4 separate regions of the Mus musculus genome follow, and regions 1, 3 and 4 are each linked to region 2. A link is a contact called in public HiChIP or PLAC-seq and promoter capture Hi-C data. All regions are on one chromosome and are shown on one strand. The core of a region is the stretch at or near the end of the contact, and the rest is flanking DNA. Distances in the headings are between cores, read along the strand shown. Region 1 holds the start of Nfs1 (nitrogen fixation gene 1 (S. cerevisiae)). Region 2 holds the start of Uqcc1 (ubiquinol-cytochrome c reductase complex assembly factor 1). Region 3 holds the start of Edem2 (ER degradation enhancer, mannosidase alpha-like 2). Region 4 holds the start of Procr (protein C receptor, endothelial).

Region 1 (2,868 bases), core at 1-2,500, 210 kb after region 2:
CAACCACATGGTGGCTCACAACCATCTGTAATGGAATCTGATGCCCTCTTCTGGAGTGTCTGAGCATAGCTACAGTGTCCTTGTGTATATATAAAATTAAAAACAAAACAAAATAACAACATAGGTTTGAAACTCCCTATGTGGCTTAGGCTGGTCTTAAGCTCACTCAAACTACCCATGCCACACTGTCCAGCTCCAACACCCGAGCAATTACTATTAGTTATAATGCCTGTACTGGAAGGATCTGACAGGGTCAGTAGCTAAAAAACAGTAAAGCCTTTTCTACTAAACTAACATCTTAGCCTCCTGATTCCTGGCAGCTCCTTTTCCTAGCACATTTAATAGTTCTCAAGTCGGATGAATTTTAGCCTGTCGGTGAAATTTGTCCTTCTAACCTTTCCTCCCTACAAAGAACCTCTGTTAGTCCTTACCAGAGGAGTGGTGGCCTGTACGTCCATGTAGAGAGGTCGCAGCACTGCCTCTGCCTCTGAGTGAACAGGCGAATGGGGGCCATGATCTACAACTAACAACAGATAGCAGTGGCAAAGTGAGAAACCGTGGACGAAGGGCACACAAAACAACAGATGGTCAAAGCTTCTTTGAGGTGAATTTAAGGAAGGCGGAGGTCCAGTGTCAAAGTAAACAAACAACAACACGCGCTGAAAGACATCGAGTTAAGTAATAGACACAGGGTTCTTGGAAAGGGCGCGGGCAGCAGCAGTCGGGGGCAATGTTTAAACTACATAGCACCGAGTGGGACGAGCTGTAAAAAGCAAAGCCATTTAGAAGAAAAGTGAAAAGCGCAGGTTCCTTCAAAGGTTCACGGCAGGAGGAAGCTCATCTAGCATCTTTAAGACTTGGTCAGGAGAGAACTGAAGGATGAGAATTCCGCTCAAGGGAAGTGCGGAGCAGTATGTAAGGGCCCTCCCGAAAACAAATAGGAGACCGGGCGACGGGAAGGTTTAAGAGACTGGGCGATGGAACAAGGCGGGTAGGATCCGCAATAATGCAGTGCTTAGCAGCACCGACCCAAGGGGGTTCGCTCCTCCAGAAACCGTGGGAACGAAAAGGAAAGGGAACGTACCGCGCAGGCGCAGTCCCCGGGTGGGCACCGAGGACCTTCCCAGGGCCAAGGAGGTAGCCGCCAACGACGCCCGCCTCCAAGCGGCTCGCAGCAGCATGTTCCCAGCCACAGAGCCCACCATCCGCGGCGCTTGCAAGTCCTCAGCCCATGCTCCCGGAAGTAACTGCGCTGTGCTCCGGAAGCGATCCCACGGACCGCGAGCGCCCTCCGCCTAGCATTCGGAGTGAGACGTCGAGCTGAGCGATCGCAGCGGAGAACGAGGTGAGGTGGGGCCCGACAGTGGCCTGCGTCGCGCGTGCGGGGTCCTCCATCGCGAGGGTGGTGGAGGCGTGCCGCGGGCTGGCTTCTGACCCGGGTGCTATGTGACCCTGCTGTGCGTCCCCTGGCCGACGCCACGGCTGGTGACCAGGCCCTCACTGTCCTAGCACTCTCGCCGCAGATGCCGGTGGCCGTGGGTCCCTACGGGCAGTCCCAGCCCAGCTGCTTCGACCGCGTGAAGATGGGCTTCGTCATGGGTTGCGCAGTGGGTATGGCGGCCGGGGCGCTGTTCGGCACCTTCTCCTGTCTCAGGTGAGCCTCGCGGACAGAACTTCCTGCCTTCCGAGGGCTCCAGAGCCCACTCAGACGAGGTTGAAAGCACAGGATTTACGGATCTGAGTTCTAAAGTCAAAATGGCTTTCTGACTCCTTTGTTAGTTCAGTGTTATTGAGTTTAGTGGAGTACTGGACACTTACCTCCACTTTTGTAAGAGCCAATCATATTAGTATGATTTACATTATCTGGCACGTCGTAATTACTTAGCGAAGGGTTATTATTGTTGCATGGCGTTTTAACTCCCAACTGCATGTAATGAAGCAAGCCTGATGAGAATTAGGTGTAGTGAAATATTCTACCTCTGAGATAAACTGCTATCACATTTGGATACTGTGCTTATAAATTACTATTTACCCAGCACTAGTTTAATTGTAGTGCTAAGTACTGTAGTTAACCACCGAGCATTAGCTGTGAGCACCTTAAATCCACCAGCACTCTGGACGGAGTGGCAGATTCCTGAGTTCGATACTAGCCTGGTATATAAATGTGAGTTCCAGACAGCCAGGGCTGTTACACAGAGAAACCGTCTCAAAATAAATAATAATAATAATAAATAATAAATTAAAAAGTGTAGTTACCGAGTCTGTAATGTCCATTTTACACTTTATGCAGTTTATAAATTGCAGCGCTTGACTCAATCTAGGTTAAACAAAACAAAACACTAAGGAATTATCTAGAAGAAAACTGGCTACTCAATGATAAAATACCATAGAGGCACAAACACGACTGCTTTCTTGCCCATGTACTTCATTATCTCTGCATCTACAAACTAATGCAGCATTCAGCACAGGTCCTAGAGACCCTAGATAGATATTTTCCTTGTCATTGCTAATCCTATGTGGGGAAGAGTAGCATTTTAAGAATGACAAATGAGATTGTCAAGCTGTTAGTGCTTAATATATTCAACAGATTTTAAAGGGGGGTACTTAGTTCAAATCTCTATTCCTGTAATTGTATTCCCAAATTGCTTTCTTGGTTTCCTCCTCAGGATCGGAATGCGGGGTCGGGAGCTAATGGGCGGCATTGGGAAAACCATGATGCAGAGTGGCGGCACGTTTGGCACTTTCATGGCCATTGGAATGGGCATACGATGCTAATTAGGGCTAGGATGCCCTGCAATACCTAAACTTCCCCATCCATTTCGACCCTTGTACAATAATAAAGTTGTTTTCTTCTCGTTATATCAGTCT
Region 2 (3,217 bases), core at 336-2,835:
TAAGAGAGCTGTCCGAGAATCGCCACGGTAAATCCAGGTGTTCACTTCAGTCTCTGGCCCAATCTGCTCTTTCTCCCACCAAAGTATCTGTCTTTAAAAATAATGTAGGGCTCAGCAGTAAACTCCTTACCTAGCATGCATAATAATTAACCCTCACTACACACACACACACACACACACACACACACACACACACACGAGCCGCTGCACATGTGCACACATAAATAATTTACAACAGGCCAGTGACCATTTTCCCCAGTCACCCTCAGAGCTCAATTCCACTTCTGCCTTAGTTAGCATCTGTAATTACTCCAGCAAATGAACCACTCTCTGGGTAACAGGCACATGCCTCTCAAACAAAACCTCTTGAGCAGCAACTGAAGAAGCAGTCTGCCAGGATGGCAAGGAATCTAAGTAGAATGCAGAGTGAACTGATGCAAAACACATGGACAACGCAAAAGACAGCCAGAGGCAGGAGTAATGTCTGCTATGTAAAACAGTGCCCTTGACCAAGTTCTGTAAATGCCTGACTTAAATTACAAACTGCCCATGTCTTCATGAGTAGGGACCAATTCCACTCTGTCATTTTCTTAACCCGTCCTAGAAGTCAGTAGTGACTCTAAAGAGGATTTAAGACCAGAGGATTTAAGACCAAATCTCAGGTGGGAATTGAACAGAGCTCCCCACGAGACTTAGAACCAGTCTAGAAGTCTTTCCTTCCTTCATTCAACAAGTGTTAGGTTGGGCCAAATACGCTGGGCAAAGAGAAAGCCACGGGGCAGTTTCTCCTGCAGCTTTTGCTCTAATAACTTGTGCATTCCACTGAACTATACAAGTAAAAATTCATTTAAAGTTTCTACAACAAACTAAACCTCAGAATCCAAAGGGGCCTGTAACAGAGAAATGTCCTTATTTTTCACATGGACCAGGGACCATCCAGTATCTTACTCAAGGTCACACTGCACAGTGACAGTCATGGACTGGACCCACCTCCCCCGGTCTTCCCCGCAACCCCCTATTCCAGTCAGTGCCCCACGTGTTTTTATCCTGAAGAACGATCCTCATTACATAAAGATCCGAGGCCACTACCTTCTAAAAAGGTGGAGTCAAGGCCAAAACAGGGGTAAGGAGAAGTGGAAAGGTGCTTCAGTTTCCCTGGGGAAAGGCGACCACGCAAAGGAGCTACAGCACAGGCTCCCCCATTTCTCCCCAGCTCCTCCCGCCCCGCCCTCTCCAAGCCCAACCTGGAGACGCGCGTGCGTCTCTAGAAAAGTACTCCTGCACTCACAAGGACTCGCACCAGCAACGCCATGTTCCTCCACAATCATTTCCGGGTGAAAGGTGGGCTTCCGGAATCCCGATTGTCACCACCCACTCAGCCGCTGTCCCCTTGCTAAAGGTAGTCAGGCTCTGGAGGCGGCGCAGGCGTAGTTTTCGCAACTGCGCACCCGCGGTTTTCCTGCCGTGGATCTGAATGAGGTTCCAGGACGCGAGACTCCTCGCCGGTCTTAAGTCGCTGCTGCGCGTCACAAGGGCTCACGTTCTTCCTCTACACACACCCCGGCCTGGCCTCTCACATCCCTCTCATCCTTCCGTTAACCCCTAACAGCCATTTCTTTCCTGACTCCGCCCCCAGGAGACCACAAGGCTCAGACTTCCCAATAGTTAAAAAAGAGGCCTGGGAGTCTGAGAACCTAAGGGCACAGTCCTGGAAAGCCAGAAAAGGAGGTGGTCAAGTACTGACCTGACGCTCGACAGAAGAGGAGCTTGAGGCTCGTGCTTGGCTGTAACACATCTTTGAATACTGACTGATAGGAAAGACTTAGTAAAGGAAGGCCAAGCATTGTGGCACACGCCTTTAACCCCAGTACTCAAGAGGCACAGACAGGCTGATCTCTGAGTTAGAAGACAGCCTTGTCCACAGAGTGAGTTCCAGGACAGCCAGGAGAAACCCTTGGCTCCAAAACAAAACAAACAAACAAACAAAGCAAAATTAGTAATTGAGGAGAAAGAAGGATGCGAGGAGTTGTCTGTGGCAATGGGCAAGTAGATTGTCTCAGTCAAAGAACGCTTACATCCCATGAGAAGTGGACAAGAGAAGACATTGCTGCTTCAGTGACTGACCAGGAGCCAGAGCTTAGAGGCTGAAGCACTTCCTGTCCACCAGTCAATAAAGACCTACTGAGTATTCAGTGTTCATTTAGCCTGCACTGGATACCAAAAAGGTGTGGACAACGCTGAGGAGCTTGTGAGTTAGTGGGGCAAGTACCGGTAGCGTAGGTCTGGGCAGACAACTCGTAAAAAAACAAAAACAAAAAAACCAACCAAACAAAAAAACACCTGATATGAAGGAAACAATAAATAGCTAATAAAAACAATATGGGTGATTACTTGGCCAGCTTAGCAGGATAAAGCCTATAGGAGAAACTGAGAGGTAAAGTGGGATTCAGGGTGATCTTTTGCCCCCTTCTTTCTCCCTTTTAAATAAAATTTGATGTAGCCCAGGCTGACCTCAGGCTCTATGTAGCTGAGGCTAGCCTTGAAATGCATTCATCTCCTGAGTGCCTATGATACTATGTCCAGCCTCTCAATTTTGGTTTGGTTTGGTTTGGTTTGCCTCTGTCTCCCAACTGCTACCACACCTGGCAAAATTCTGTATATTTATCGAGTTTCTGGTTTTTAAATGTTTGCGTGTGAAATGACTAAATTAACCTTGTGACAGAGTAAGACAATGGAGCAATTCCTCCGTCTTGTATTCTTGCTGAGGCCATTTCAGGTTTAATTAGAATTTGATCTCCTTGATGGAGACTCCTGTGGGAAATTACCCAACTCTATTCTAGGAACCCAAGGTCAGGATGCCCTAGTTAACCTGTCTTGGCTCCTGCTTGTGCCAACCTCCCCCTCCAGCTAACTGCTTACCCCAGCTTCTGTTAAACTGCTTGCTTATGTGAGGGACCCCTGCAGCTGCTGAGGAAATGCCAGGAAATGGGTTCTGCCTAAAAAAAAGAAAAGAAAAAAAAAAAAAAAAAAAAAAACATGCTCTGGGCTAGAAAGATGGCTCAGTGGTTAGGAGCACTGACTGCCTGAGTTGAATTCCCAGTAAACATGTGGTAGCTCACAACCATCTGTAATGGAATCTGATGCCCTCTTCTGGTGCTTTGAAGACAAGTACAGTGTACTCATATACATATAATGAATAATTCTTTAAAAGAAAGAA
Region 3 (3,293 bases), core at 362-2,861, 200 kb before region 2:
TGGCACACGTTCCTAGCTTACTTGCCTAGCCCCTGGCATCAGAGAGCATGCTATCACGTATAAATATTTGTAGTACGAGGATAATGAGGCAGGGGTGAGAGGGAGCACCTGCAATCCAGCACCTGGGAAGGAGAGGCAGGAGCACCCCAAGTTCATGGTCATTGTTGGCGATGTGGTAAGTCTGAGGCCAGCCTGAGCTATGTGAGACCTATCTCAAACAAGCAAGCAAGCAAGAAATAAAAGACCTCAGCAACTGGAGAGATGGCTCAGTGGTTGAGAGCACTGGTTGATCATCTCATACCCACAGGGCACCTCACACTGTCTGTAGTTCAAGTTCCAGGGAACCTGACACCCTCACATGGTTATAGATACAGGCAAACAGCCAGTGCGCACTAAATCAATAAATCATTCTATAAAAACGAAGCAAAACAAAACAAAACAAAAACCAACTCAGGATTACAGCCCTAGTGTCAGTTTTGGCTAATGCAATGATTCTTTGCTCGACTGGGTTCTTTATTCCAGTGAAAATGAAAAGATGATATGGTAACACAGAATTACTAAACGAAAATGAATCAGGTGACTTGTATGTATGGCGGTGAGAGGAGTTGGTATGAAGCTAGACGGGAAATATTTTTCAGTCATAAAGAGTACACCAACTACAAAGGGTCTTAACTGTGGGGAGAATAACGTTCCTCCTGGGCCTGTGCGCCCACCTATAAAATGAAGGAGTTGAGTTTCCTGACTCCCGGGAGTTTTTTCAAAATATTTTGTGACTCCAGAAATGTCCCCAAGTCCTCATACGTGGTTGCCTGTTCGGCTGAGGTGAGTCCAGAGGGCTAGCCTGCCAAGTTAAGCCAAGACTTTTTTGTACTGTGAAAAGCTGTGTAGTTCTGACAGCGCTGGTTTGGACTGAGGGGACGGGGTTGAATCAGCCCAGGTCGGAAACTTTCCACAATCAGTGAGACCATGAAGCCACCAGCCCTCCTATGATCCCGGCCAACCCCCTTGGCCCTCAAGCTGGCTCTACCTGCCCCAGGTGTCGTGCCCATCACAGGTGAGAGGTCTCAGCTCATCGTAGGGAAAGGCATTTTCCAGGTAACTGTCGTAGGCGTGGTAGAACATGGCCTTGACTCGCTCCCTGGTTCGAGGGATGAGAAATAAGGTAGGGGGCCAGAACACAAAACCAGGCGGGAGAAAGGACCAGACACAGGACGGAGAATGGGAACCACAAAATGATTTCTGCCGAGGGCCCAGCAGCGGGACCAGAGCACGTCAGGGTGGGGGTCCTGGGGTGGAGGGAAGGGAAGGGACCCGGTGGGCGCTTGCCACTCCCCAGCCGTAGAGAGCGGGAGCCTGGCCCCCTTCACCTGTAGTGGGCGGGGTCGGGCGCGGTGCCGTCGGGGCCTGGCGCACCATGGTGCAGGGGTAGCAGCACGCACACGAGGCCGAGCGGGATGAGTAGCCGGAAAGGCATAGAGCTCGTGTCCTGTCAGTGCCGCCGCAGCAGCTGCAGCCACCGCCACCAGCTCATCCTCCGAGCCGCGGCTGGTTCTTCCGGGGATACGCACCACGACGCCTGCGCGTTGGGCAAGAAGCCTCTCACTTCCTGACTACAAAGCCCAGGATGCAATGGGCGGTGGAGCCCTGGCAAAAGAGCATCTCGGGATTTCTGGTCTACAGAGAGGAGTTCAACGTGTCTTAAAGACAGTGGTTGCTGTGGCTGCTGTTAATAATGTTTTCACAATCCCAGTTTCTGTTTGTTGAGCACCTTCGGTGAATTAAAGTGTTAGGAGCACTTTACAGGCGCCATCTAGTTAATTTTTGTTTTTTTTCCAAATACCTTTTAAAGGAGGGGCTAGCAGGTACTCAAGATTTGAGCAGATGCCTATGTAAATATGGATGAAAAATGTTCGGCTTTGACTATAATAGACACAGGGTTTGACAAACCATTGTGTAAGTAAACTCTAGAATTATTTTCCCAAAGCCTTAAGGTTTCCAGAAATCCCTTTTGTTCTAGGAATTCATACATTTATGACGGTCTTTCACTTTAGGGTGCCATGAAATCACGGTCCCTTCAGTCTCTAAATCAACCCAGGACTTTACCTGGACCATCTCAGTGGCTGCCATCCCTGGTGAGAATGAAGACCCAGCATTCTTCCTTTAAGAACATCTGGGCCGGCCGGGCGGTGGTGGTGCACGCCTTTAATCCCAGCACTTGGGAGGCAGAGGCAGGCACATTTCTGAGTTCGAGGTCAGCCTGGTCTACAAAGTCAGTTCCAGGACAGCCAGGACTACACAGAGAAACCCTGTCTCGAAAAAACAAAATAAAACAAAATAAAAAGAACATCTGGGCCAGTTTCCCCACTCTCTTGCTAGGTCCTAGACTCTGTTAGTGCGCTATCTACAGCAACCCCCTTCTCTTTGGTCAGTGGAATGAGCTGTAGACAACCCTAGATTTGAAGTTCGATTGGGGTTCATTACGACTCTACCATTCACACATAACCTATATAACCTTAAAGGAGTCCCTCTCATCCTCCAGGCACAGCACCCACATTTATGAAAGGGTTTGTCTAAACTGATATTTGAGATCCTTTTAATTTGAACTTTTCTTTAATTCTAGCATTGCCCAACTCTTCTTTGCTGAAAAATTCAGAGGGAAATGGCTGCTCCATTTATTGAGCAAAGTGCAGGCAGACTCTGCCTTCTTTGGCCCAGTTGTTTGTTTGTTTGTTTGTTTGTTTGTTAATTCTTGTTCTTTGACAATTTCATATATGTATGAATATGTTCTGGTCACCGCCCCTCCCCCATTACCTTCACCATTCTTCTCTCCTCCTTTTTCCTCCCAAACCCCTCCTACTGTCATTTTTTGTGGTTGTGATTGGGGTAGATTAGGTTTAATTAGGGCTGCTTACATAAGCATAGGTGAAGAGTTATAAGCAAGTTTGGAGCACACAATAATATTATTTATTTATGTACATGAGGATTTTGTACATAATTTTGTGCATGCCAGGTCACCTCTGAGGCCAGAAAAGGGTGTAGAGTCCTCTGGGTCTAGAATTATAGGTATTGTGAGCTTCCATGTGGTGCTAAGACTCAACCCAGGTGCTCTAGAAGAGTAGTTAGTACTCTTAACCATTGATCCATCTCTCCAATCCCAATCCAGCATTCTTGAAAATATCCCTCATTAAGTGTCCCAAAGTGCCATCAGTTGATAAACAAATTAAACTCCATATCTAACCCAAAGTGGGTCCTAAATTCAATAAAAAGGTTTTAGTATAGATGGGTCAAGGGTC
Region 4 (3,072 bases), core at 32-2,531, 180 kb before region 2:
AATGAAACTGTAGGTCAGCCTGTTAAGTGAATTAACTAGATTCGGAAAGTCAAATACTGCATGTTCTCACTCATATGTGGAAGCTAGGGGTGTGTGTGTGCATTCACACATGTAAGCGTGTGTGTCTGGGAGGATATCTAAGAACAAAGTATAAATATATATATACATACATATATACACATATATGTATATACGTATATGTATATTTACATACATATACATACACACACACACATATATGTGTGTGTGTGTGTGTGTGTATGTGTATATATATGCCATAATGAAACCCCTTACTATACATACTAACTTAAAAAGTATAAGATACTGGTCATGGTGGCTGATATCTTGAATCCCAGCACTCAGAAGGCAGGGTAAGTTGGAGCTCTGTGAGTTCAAAGCCAACCTCATATGGATAGTAAGACCCTGTTTGGGTTTTTATGGTTTTTTGGTTTTTTTGGTTTTTTTGGGTGTTTGTTTTGTTTTGTTTTTTTTTGTTTTTGTTTTTGTTTTTGTTTTTTGAGACAGGGTTTTTCTGTGTAGCCCTGGCTGTCCTGGACTCACTCTGTAGGCCAGGCTGGCCTCAAACTCAGAAATCCACCTGCCTCTGCCTCCCAAGTGCTGGGATTAAAGGCGTGTGCCACCACGCCCGGCTTTTTTTTTTTTTTTTAAAGTTGAAAATGCACAGACAGAAACGTCCTTATATAAGTGAACACATATTTCAGGAAATATTGCTTACTAAGGATGATGCATCAAATTTCTTATTCTGTCCTACTTCATTTTTTCAAAAGACATACTAATTTGTGATGTCATTGCCACTAAATGACTATGACCTGTCCGATGCTGAGATTTATCTAGAGCGTTCCTAAATCTCTGCCACAATGAACTCTTTTTTACTCACTCGACTCTGTGACTATTTCTGAGAGCCCCTCTCCTCCAGTTGTGTAATTCCTGTGTACTTAAACTTCTGATAAACTATAGGCAGTTATCCTGGAAAGTTAGATTCCAATCCTGGATCTGCCGTCATCGGGACGTACAAACTTTGGGCAAATCCCTACATCTCTTTTGACCTCAGTTTCCCCGTCATCTCTACAGAGTCGGCAACATCGAAAGCAGACGCCCCACCCCCCTGACTCAGCGGCGACCTACCGGACTTCTCGCCAAGCCCTTCTCCCCCTTTTCCGCTCCTCCTCAAGCCTCGGAAGCAAGCAGCGGGAGGAGAAACAGGCAGGTCCAGGCAGGAGGGCCCACAGCTGGGAGGGGCCGAGGCGAGCCAGGCCCCCTAGTAGGAAATGAGACAGATCCAAGTAACACTTTAAAAGCCTGACTCCCTCTTCCTGCACGCGTTCTCTTTCCATCCTCCGCTCTGCTCCGGCCCCTCCCGGACAGCCTCCCTTCTCTTTCCTAATCAGCAGCCTGAGGAACCCGAGCCTGCCCCGACCCAGGTGGGACCCAGAACTCCAGGATGTTGACGAAGTTTCTGCCGCTACTGCTGCTGCTGCTGCCTGGCTGCGCCCTTTGTAACTCCGATGGTGAGTTTGGGTCAAGGCTCCTGCCTGGGGGTGTTCTAGGGACTTGGTGTATTTGGGAACTTTGACCTAATTATAGGACAACTAAGCCCACACAGCATGGATGTCTACAGCTGCTGGGTCCTGGGCTTTGGTTCCTGTTTCAAAGACAGGGTGAGGAAGTCCAGTTAACTCTCCGGAGAAGGCTGGGGAAGCTGGTGGAAGGGACCTGTGGAGAGAATAAGAACAAGGTGAGAAGGCAAGGAGAGCAGTGTCAGTCTTGGGAAGGCAGGAAGAGATATGAGATGGACAGATAGGGAGACCCTAGGAAAGCTGAGATAAGTGTGGAGGTTGTGATGGGAAGGAGGAGAAAGACAGGAGATGTAGCTGATGAGGTGGGAGATGGGGGCAGAAGAGCCAAGGCCAGAAGATCAGGCTGCTGGAAGCTCTTAAACAGAAAAGGGGAATTAATTGCCAAACACTATCGATGCCCAGCTCCCCCCACTCCCTATAGCCTCCATTTCTCCCTCAGAGGGGCAATATTTAGAGTGACTACTGTATCTTATGCACACATTGACTTGTGGTGCGCCATATTATCACACTAATCTTACTAAGATGAAAACTTGGTCACAGAACAGTTAAAGGTCATTGCAGGTCATTGCTGAGGTTACTCACACCAGTATATCCACACTTGCAAACACAGAAATCAACTTCTCCAACGCAACAGTGTGTGTGTGTGTGTGTGTGAGAGAGAGAGAGAGAGAGAGAGAGAGAGAGAGAGAGAGAGAGAGAGAGAGAGAGAGAGTGGGGGGGTGTTACAATGCCAACACTGCCAAAGCCCTTTCCTGGGTACTGAAGACAGATAATCAAACCCAGCTTCAATAGAGATTCGCCAGGCAGAACAAGGGCAGCAGAGAGCAACCTGGACAAGCTCTTCATATGGTGGCCAAAAGTCGGCATGAGGAACTCCAAGCCATTTGATAAAACTGAACACGGAGATTCGCCAGAAAAGGCAACTAGGGCCAGATAACTTACTGTGGATCTCAGATTGAGCCTAGACTCTGAGATCCGTCCTGTGGACAGATGTCCTACGGAGAGGCAATGACTTCAGATTGGCAGGTTAGCTTCAGCTACCAGTATTCAAATCTTGGTTTGCTTTACCATCTTGGCCTCAGATTCCCATACACAAGGGGTTAATAATAGTAGCTACCATGTTAAAGCATTAGTAGGAAGGCATGCATAAGTTAATAATGTGTATAAAACAGTGCCTAAGGCGTAACAAGTACTTCATGGGTATTAGCTATTATTATTTGGGAGGGGTAGGACACACCCCAGCAGGGTTTTAAGGGTTTTTTGGATCAGATGGAGAGCCAGTAAGAAGGGATAAAACCAAGTCCAGTGTGTTGGTGCACAGTTTTAATTTCAGCAGCAACAAGTGGATCCCTGAGTTGGAGGCCATCCTGGCTTACAAATCCAGCCCGAGGATAGCTGGGGCTACACTAAGAAATCCTATCTTGAAAAACAAACAAAGCAAAAGGACGAAATTGAGAAATGTGCCCCCCCCCCC

The links. HiChIP or PLAC-seq counts read pairs in DNA pulled down with a chosen protein or histone mark. Capture Hi-C pulls out chosen DNA fragments and counts their contacts.
Region 1: a contact with region 2 is called in an H3K4me3 HiChIP or PLAC-seq map of bone marrow-derived macrophages, with 3 times the contacts expected there. The contact joins the promoter of Nfs1 here to the promoter of Uqcc1 in region 2. A contact is called at or near these places in 2 of 39 promoter capture datasets (the C10 cell line and the HPC-7 cell line), 7 of 115 datasets of contacts at active chromatin or transcription factors (the 230-238 cell line, the SCID.adh cell line, bone marrow-derived macrophages and 4 more) and 3 of 9 other capture datasets (adipose tissue, liver and macrophages).
Region 3: a promoter capture Hi-C map of pancreatic islet shows a contact between it and region 2. The contact joins the promoter of Edem2 here to the promoter of Uqcc1 in region 2. A contact is called at or near these places in 4 of 39 promoter capture datasets (3T3-L1-derived adipocytes, the SN4741 cell line, hippocampal neurons and 1 more) and 2 of 9 other capture datasets (adipose tissue and pancreatic islet).
Region 4: a contact with region 2 is called in a promoter capture Hi-C map of pancreatic islet. The contact joins the promoter of Procr here to the promoter of Uqcc1 in region 2. A contact is called at or near these places in 1 of 484 Hi-C or Micro-C datasets (cerebellum), 2 of 115 datasets of contacts at active chromatin or transcription factors (bone marrow-derived macrophages and embryonic stem cells) and 2 of 9 other capture datasets (liver and pancreatic islet).

The regions. Positions count from the first base shown.
Region 1 is chr2:156,142,936-156,145,803 of GRCm38.p6, forward strand. It overlaps Nfs1 (nitrogen fixation gene 1 (S. cerevisiae)), which reads right to left and starts at 1,251. Exons shown (of 13, transcript NM_010911.2): 1 at 1,085-1,251; 2 at 432-523. The coding sequence starts at 1,205. Romo1 (reactive oxygen species modulator 1) reads left to right here and starts at 1,218. Exons shown (of 3, transcript NM_001164216.1): 1 at 1,218-1,345; 2 at 1,524-1,654; 3 at 2,667-2,859. The coding sequence starts at 1,524. The coding sequence ends at 2,775.
Region 2 is chr2:155,928,725-155,931,941 of GRCm38.p6, forward strand. Uqcc1 (ubiquinol-cytochrome c reductase complex assembly factor 1) reads right to left here and starts at 1,586. Exons shown (of 10, transcript NM_018888.4): 1 at 1,289-1,586. The coding sequence starts at 1,312.
Region 3 is chr2:155,727,864-155,731,156 of GRCm38.p6, forward strand. Edem2 (ER degradation enhancer, mannosidase alpha-like 2) reads right to left here and starts at 1,612. Exons shown (of 11, transcript NM_145537.2): 1 at 1,368-1,612; 2 at 1,028-1,138. The coding sequence starts at 1,474.
Region 4 is chr2:155,749,936-155,753,007 of GRCm38.p6, forward strand. It overlaps Procr (protein C receptor, endothelial), which reads left to right and starts at 1,282. Exons shown (of 4, transcript NM_011171.2): 1 at 1,282-1,529. The coding sequence starts at 1,463.